2 separate regions of the Pan paniscus genome follow, and region 2 is linked to region 1. A link is a contact called in public Hi-C data. All regions are on one chromosome and are shown on one strand. Each heading gives the region's core, a stretch centred on a gene start, on an enhancer-like site or on the middle of the called end of the contact. The rest is flanking DNA. Distances are from core to core; before and after follow the strand shown.

Evidence for each region. A called contact is a pair of places that touch in the nucleus more often than the background predicts.
Region 2: a Hi-C map of induced pluripotent stem cells shows a contact between it and region 1, with 2.4 times the contacts expected there. The contact joins the promoter of TPM1 here to the enhancer-like site in region 1. A contact is called at or near these places in 2 of 3 Hi-C or Micro-C datasets (fibroblasts and induced pluripotent stem cells).

The regions. Positions count from the first base shown.
Region 1 is chr16:52,103,518-52,107,575 of NHGRI_mPanPan1-v2.0_pri, reverse strand. No RefSeq gene overlaps it. Among named protein-coding and RNA genes, the nearest start is that of MIR190, 34 kb to the right of the region's middle. Within about 2 kb of position 2,150, at least 1 of the 2 cell types and tissues checked has open chromatin away from gene starts, as enhancers often do.
Region 2 is chr16:52,288,641-52,292,698 of NHGRI_mPanPan1-v2.0_pri, reverse strand. It overlaps TPM1 (tropomyosin 1), which reads right to left and starts at 2,156. Exons shown (of 9, transcript XM_003827930.4): 1 at 1,815-2,156; 2 at 603-728. The coding sequence starts at 1,928.

The DNA.
Region 1 (4,058 bases), core at 901-3,400:
CCTGAGACTTTGCTGAAGTTGCTTATCAGCTTAAGGAGATTTTGGGCTGAGATGATGGGGTTTTCTAAATATACAATCATGTCACCTGCAAACAGAGACAATTTGATTTCTTCTTTTCCTAATTGAATACCCTTTATTTCTTTCTCTTGCCTGATTTTCTTGGCCAGAACTTCCAATACTATGTTGAATAGGAGTGGTGAGAGAGGGCATCCTTGTGCCGGTTTTCAAAGGGAATGCTTCCAGTTTTTTCCATTCAGTATGACACTGGCTGTGGGTTTGTCATAAATAGCTCTTATTATTTTGAGATACATCCCATCAATACCTAGTTTATTGAGACTTTTTAGCATGAAGGGTTGTGGAATTTTGTTGAAGGCCTTTTCTGCATCTATTGAGATAATCATGTGGTTTTTGTCATTGGTTCTGTTTATGTGATGGATTACATTTATTGATTTGCGTATGTTGAACCAGGCTTGCGTCCCAGGGATGAAGCCAACTTGATCGTGGTGGATAAGCTTTTCGATGTGCTGCTGGATTCGGTTTGCCAGTATTTTATTGAGGATTTTCGCATCGATGTTCATCAGGGATATTGGCAAAAGGCCAAATTGTTAAACATGTATATTTGGCTAAAGTTGAGGCTGAAGCCAAAAGTCACAACTGAATTTTGAGATTCCAGAAGAAATCTGAAATTGTATTAAATATTATTGTTATGATGATTTTATTACCAAAAAGTTAGTAGTTACATGTTAAAGGGTGAGAACTGTTATTTCTCAGTGCAGTGTCATTTCCCTGCTGGTGCTCCTGTGACCATTATACTTTGACACAGAATAGTCACTCATGTCAACTAATATTTAATAATATCTGTTACGCTGAGCAGAATATAATTCAGAAAAAAAGTTTTTCAATAATATGTTTTCTAGAAAGAACTTTGTACCTACAATTCATTCTTGGGCAAATCTCTGCTCAGTATGGCAAGCTGGCTACATTGGGCATACAAAAAGCCTCTGAACCATACCAGGCAGGACAGTCTGGGTTTAATTCATTCCAGTCTGCATGGCTGCTCTGTGCAGCTAGTTTCTGCAAGGGCCCCTGAGCTGTGAGGAGCTTGAGTTGTCCTGTCAGCCCCACTCAGAGGTATTTGGCCTGCAGAGAAATTTTCTGATTTTCTCTAAACTTTGAGGAAAGACAGTTCAAAGATCTAGATCTATGCCTTCAGCCTCACCCATGGCACTTACTCTCTGTAAGGCTCATGCCTTGCTCTTTGTTTTCTTCGCACCTGACTCATCTTCCTGCAGACTGTGTGCTTCCTGAGGGCAAACTCCCTGTTTGTTCATCATTGGATTTTCTGCACCTGGCCCATGCCTGGCCCACAGGGTCCTGGAGCACTGACTATGAGCCAGGAACTGTGTTGATGTTTCATGAGCTCATCTGATTTAATATCTAGAAAGTTTCCATGTACCTCCACCTCTAAGACCACTGTCATATGTATCTACTGGAAGAATTGACTTGTGAACGTTGACTTGTGCCTAAGACAGTCCTTGGAACACAGAAAATTGCCAATAAGATAAAATATGAGTTTTGGGAACCATTTGAAATTGGCATGAAGTCTTTATTCACCTAAACCTCTGATAAGCACTGCTCTAGGAGCAGAGAAAAAGGGGGATTGAGACATCAAACAATTACACAAAATGACTGGGAAATGCCTGCAATATGGTCACTGCAAAGGCTGAATATTAAATTGTCTATTTGCTGTGATTATATAAAAAGTATAGGATCTGGAAATAAAACCTGGAAGTGAAATATTGACCAAAAGAATTCTAATGAGGGTTTCTTTTTCAAGGTTTAAAAGCTAAGCATCAATCTAACTTAGCTGTTATTTACTAATTTATATCCCTACTTTACTCCATAAGAATCTAAGGAGGCTTAGAAGCTGGTTTGTGCATCAGCTGAGGCCAATCTGAGAGGCTACGGGCCTTTGTTCTTCCATCGCCTCAAGGGCCAGACCTGGAAAAAGAGAGCAGGGTTTCTCCAGTGCTGGCCTGCCTCGGAACTACCTGGGTGCTTAGGAACAAGAGTGGTGACTGGGCCCACTCTGGCACCTGCTGAGTCACAGTCTCTGTGGTTGAGGTGCCAGATTCATATTTTTCTGAAACTCCTTGGGGCATTCATTCAGCAGGTTACATTTTGCCAGGGTTAACACCCATTTTGCACCTCTGCCAGGGTGAGGATGTGGTTAGGGGAGGAGGGCATGCGTCCTCATCACAGCCCCGTGCCTGCCGTGGGAAGACTGTGATTAGGGACACCTCCTATCCTTAAGGCTGGCCAGGAGCTGGCCCTGCTTCCAGCCCTGTGGGCAGTGGCAGTGAGAGTGGGAACAGGACATGAACTGTCATCTGTGGCAGTGACCCTCCACGTGTGGCCCGTGAGCCAGCAGCACGGGCATCACCAGGGAATGTGATGGAAAAGCAAACTCTTTGGGCTGTGCCCCAAACTCACTGAATCAGAGATGAGGGGATTCAGCACCTGTATGTTACACCCTGTGGGTGATTCTGACTGGCATTTCAATGTTGGCAAATCACTGATCTGTAGACCCTTCTCCTAATTATCTTCTTCTAATCTCCCTGGAGCCATTTGAGGTGAGAGGTGGCAGTGCCCTATTTTGGAGAGCTTAGTTATCTGCTGTGTCCCAAAGCCTGCCAGGAGCAGAGGCGGGAGCCAAGTCCAGGCCAGGTAGCTTCTGGCTCCTTCCATTCCTCAGGTATCCAAGAGCAGCTGGTGGTGGCAGGAGTGGCTTCTCTCCTCCTCTGTGCCTTGAGAGAGGGTCTGGGAGGGTGTGAGGGAATGCGGGGAGCAGCCTCATAGCCAGCAAGGCCTCTGGGGAAGTAGGGAGCCCCCATGTGCATTCCTGTGCTGTCTCACACCCACCCCGCCCCTGCATAGCCCTGGCCTCCCCATGGCCCTTACCACATCAGGGAGCCCAGGAATGGTGTGTCCAGGTAAGAGCCTGGAAATGAAATTTTCATTTAAAAAAAGTCCTTCCGGGTTTACAAGGTGTGTGTGAAGGGATAGTGCTCATACCTGAAAGGGCGTCCGTGGATTAGGAAAGTCAAAATGATGAGGGGTCCCTCACCTGCCAACACCACTGTGGGTAGGGTGGACCCTGCCCCTCCTGGCCACCTTGCTGTGCAGGCGGTGGCAGCAGGTTCCCACCACAGACGAGGAAGCTGAGCCTCAGTGAGCAGAGGGCAGTGCCAGGGCTCAGTAGGGGATGTGGACACCTAGACCACTCTCTGCTGCAGCCCACCCCGGGCTCAGGTCCTGCACTGCCTGGCAGAGGCCGGTCCAGGCTTCTAGTTGACTGGGGAGAGGCTAGCCTCACTGTGGTCTCTGCCTGTCCAACCCAGCTTCTTCTCCCTCTGTGGAAAAGGGTGGCTGGGTTAATATCAAATGCTTTCATGTCAACCTACAATTTGGATTTCCTGAAGGTGTTTGGTCTGGGGAATAGAGGGGTGAAGGATGAAGTTTCTCCATCTTAGTTTTTCAATGATGAGGAAAACCTCATGCTTCCTGAGTTGGGAGAAGCACTTGCCTTAGAGTCAGAAAAAGCTAAGGTGGAATTGTCATTTCTCTCCCTTCCTGTATTTAACAGCTTGCACCTCATGGGACAACACAACCCGTGTGGCAGAATTTTTGTGAAGAGTCAATGAAATAGTGTATGTGATTGCTCGAGCAGTGCCCGGCACGGAGGTGCTGAAGAGATGCTGCTTGTTACTTTCTTTCTAGGTACCACAGAGTCTGTGTTCACACAGTGTAAATGCCATCTGTGGGAATTTAGGACACTGTCACTAGAGACACAGTAGTTTAAATCACAGACATAATTAAGAAAACCCAATATACTATAATTCAGAAAATCCAAATCTGCAAAACAAATGCAAATTATTCTCTTTGCAGAAGGATTCTTCTATTAAAAAAAAAAAAAGCCCAAACAAAAAACCCAAAACATACCCAGAGATTCTCTTAAAATCATGTATTGATTTTATTTTATTCAGTCTCTTCAGGAA
Region 2 (4,058 bases), core at 907-3,406, 190 kb before region 1:
CAGACCCAAGCAAGTATCATCTTCCCAGGCAGATCTTAAGGGGTGGATTAAGGCTTACACTAATGAGAAAGGAAGCCTCAAAGTGTCTCTGTGCCCCACCATGAAGTGCAGCCATCTAAGTAAAGGTACCGCTGTGTCATTTCTTTCATTTAGAGGCCAGGTTCTCTGAACCCTGACTAGCCCCACCACCAAACCCAGAACTTCCCACCCACTGGAGACGGCAAAAGGAAAGAAAGTGAAGAAAACCTGGCATTCTCTACACAAACCTTGGTGATGACACCTCAAGGGTTTTCTGCCACCAGGGAGGTGAAGTTCACCTCCAGAGTCCAATTTCAGCTGCTCTATTCTCCCAGCCTCTCATCCACCCACCTCCACCCCCAGGGAGGTAAAGGAAAGGAGAAGAAGAGAGGAGTGGATGAAATATAAATGAATGTGTGCAGTAGCAGTCAGAGGCGGCATCCAATGCTCTGGGCCATGGCAGGGCTGTGTGCAGGTGTCCAGCAGGAAAAGGTAAACTTCCTCCATTGCTCTCCAGCCCTGTGGTGACCCCGGAGTGGCCACGCAGGCAAGAGGTGAGGGAAGCAGTGTGAGCGTGCACTTACGTCGGTGGCCTTTTTCTCTGCCAGCTCCAGCTTCTCCTGGGCATCTTTGAGAGCCTCAGAGTATTTGTCCAGTTCATCTTCGGTGCCCTTGAGTTTCTTTTGCAGTGACACCAGCTCATCTTCCAGCTGGGAGTTGGCCAGGGGGTACAGGGAGGGAGGGGGGTGCAGCAGGCAGCGTGATCCCGAAGGGGAGGGGTGTGGGTGCACAGAACCAGAAGGACAGGGACAGCGGGAGAGACAGAGGGAAAGACAGGGAGGGAGAGAGAGAAAGAGAAAGAGTTAGCCATTCGTGCGCCACGCCGTGCCGCGCGCCCCGGGTACCTTGGCGGCGGCCTCTTCGGCGGCCAGGAGGCTGTCCTCCGCCTTGTGCAGCTCCTCCAGCACCCGGTCCCGCTCGTCCTCCGACACCCGCAGCAACTTCTCCTTGGCCGCGATGTCCTCCTCGAGCTGGGGGCAGCGGCGGGCGGGCGCGGGCGGCCGGCACGGACCGGGTGTTAGACACACACAACACACGGGCGTCGGGTTGGCTGGGGCCCCTCGGGCTCGGGGCGCCGCCGAGTTGGAGTGCAAAGGACCCGAGGTAACTTCCTCTTTACCCGAGCTGGAACCGCTCCGCGGCTCACCCCGCACACCCACCTGCCCTGGGACGAGACTCCTGCCGAGGTCTCAGCGGGCTCAAGTCCACTACTTGGGGACACAGAAGAACGCCACTGCTGGCCTGGCTTTCGGGCTGTAGCCTCCATTCCGCCCCATCTTTGTTCTTAGGTAACAACTCCAGGACTCCCCTCTCCTCCCCAAGTTTAAGGTTCCTTTCTCCCCAGTCAAAAGTCAACGAACTTCTAACACTTGAGTTACTCGACCCCCTTTCTCCATCCCTCGCCCTTCCTTCAAACGTCCCCGGGAACCGGGTGTCCTCCTCCCTCCCCCAAACTGATTCCCAGTCCTGAGAATAAAGCGCCTCTAGGACTTGATTTCGCGGGCCATGGGAACCAGAGAAGGGAAATAAGCGTCCTCAGACCAGACTACAAAGTTAGACTAAGCCTGGCTCTTGCGTTTCCCTTCCTTCTTTCCAGACGCGCGCCCTGGCCGCCCTGGGTGGTGGTGGGGGTAGGGTGGTGGCTCCCCGAGTCCTCGGGGTGGGGATCCAGCCGGGGGTGCCAGGCCCGAGTCCCGGCGCTCTGGGCGCGGGCGCAGGGCCGGGGAGGCGCAGACCTGCTTGCTCCTGTCTTCCGCCGCCTTCTTGTCGGCCTCCGCCTGCTCAGCTCGATCCAAGGCGTTCTCCTTGTCGAGCTTCAGCATCTGCATCTTCTTCTTGATGGCGTCCATGGTGGCGGCGGCGAGGGGCCCTGGGGCTGCAGCAGGAGCGGCGGGGCGAGCGCGCGGTCGGGCGGAGGAGCGGGAGTGCGAGCGCGGAGCCGCCTGCTGCTCCCAGATATGTACTTTCCCAAGGGGGCGACCGCATTCCTCAAGACAGCCAATACTTTTTTGGAAAAGCTTTTTTCTCCTGCCCCCCTTCCTCCTCTCCTCCCTCCGCCCCGTGCCCCCTCCCCGCTCCTCCCGCGGGGGCCGCTCGCCCATTCGCTGCCGGCCGCCGGCCTCCCAGTTGACGGTGGATATGACTATATATGGGGACCCGAGCCGCCGAGGCGGCGGCCGGAGAGGCCGCCCTGTTTCTAAACCTGCGCGCCAGGGAGAGGGCGTTGGGGCCGAGCCGGGGCCGAGGCGCAACCCTCCGCCCTCCGCGTCCCCTTCTCCCAGGGCCGGCACCCAGCCATTAGGGTCCCCAACCGAGCCCGCCCTGAGCTGCCGGAGGCCGGGAGAGCGCGGACCAGGTGGCGGATGCGCGTCGCCCCCCTGTGCCGTCCTCCGGCGCGCTTAGCCAAAGGCCCGGGGGCTTCCCAGCCGTGCCGCACCCCGCGTCAGGGTCAGTGCGCTCTCGGCACCCGCCAGCGCCTCCCCGGCAGCTCTCAGCCAGCCAGGTGTCATCCTGCGCGCTTACGCTCTGGAAACTCAACTGCAGCAGAGAAAGGGAGAACGTGGGAGAAAGCCTGGGGCGGCTCTTGAGACTTTCTCTGCGGGCGCGGGTCAGAGAGGCAGGGGGCGGCACAGCGACAGCACACGGAGTCTTGTTTTCTGCCTGCCCTTTCCCCCAGCGGAGGGACAGTCAAATACTTTAGGGACACAGGACTCAGTGGCCTACTTCTGTGCTTGCTGTGCAGTGCCTCCAAAAAGGTGTGCATGTGTGCGTGTGTGTGCGGGTGGCAGTCTAAGGGGAAAGAACATTGAGTTTAGACTTAGGCAATTTGGTCTGTGGTCTCTACTCTGCCACCAGCAACTGTGAGACCTTGTTTGCTGCCCGCGGCTTCCTCAACTTTAAATCCAGCGGGTAGATAATCCCCGAGGTCCCTCCGGATATAACTTGTTATCATTTTTCTTGCACTGATTTTAGGGAGTCGGCCTTCCATGTGAGATGCTTAGGTGCCAGGTTTCGGAAAACATGGGATCGGCGTTAACCTGGCTAAGTCATTGCATCCGCAGCCGCAACTCTGAGGAGGCTCTGCCGGGTGAGCTGTGCTTGGAAGGAGGAGGATTTCCCCCAACACTTCTTATTTTTAACTACTCCTCCCATCCCCCAAGGGGGAAAGGCTGCTTTTTTTCAGAGCTTCAGTGGGAGGGAAGGAGAGGGGGCTGCCCCCAAGCCCTGAGATCAGCTGAGGCAGGGTTGGTGAGGGTCTTGTTAATAGTCCCCACAGAATAATTCACAGTCTGTACTGCATGGTTACCGAATATTCCCCGGACGGTATCTGAGCAGATTAGGCAGGCCAAACAACTTGTAAGTCCTTCAGAGAATGATCAAATTCCTCTCCAAGATTTTATCGGGTTTCTTCCACTAACCTAACTGCCCAGGAGGGAAAAGATACACTGACCTAATGGTCAGAACATTAGATCTGACCATTAGCATAGGGGCTGCGTGGCACAGAAATTGACCAGAGCCCTTTAATCACGGTGTGTCAACCCAGCCACCGGAACAGTGACAAAGTTCCAGGCATGTGGACGATATCCAGATGCGTGGACTCCAGGGAGCTGACTCCCCAGGTTGGAGCTCAGCAGAGGAGGCAAGAATAGGGAGTTAGGAGTCAGTTCCAGGGATCCAGACCTGGCCTGGTCACTTCCTTGCAGTGTGACCTTAGCCATGTTACAATCTCTCTAAGCCTTTTTTCTCACTTATAAAAAGAGGCAACTGAACTAGAGAAACTCCTTGCGGGACCACATGTTACTGACTTTTCTTTTCTTACTGTGCCATATGTAGCCGAGGGACTCATTAAAGTTTCCTTAAATGAAATCATGCTACAAGCAATTTATTAAACACACGGTTGTTGAGTACCTGCTATATACTAGGCAGGTACTAGGCTCTGGAATCCAAAGAATGAGTAGCACAGGTCTATGTCCTCCAGG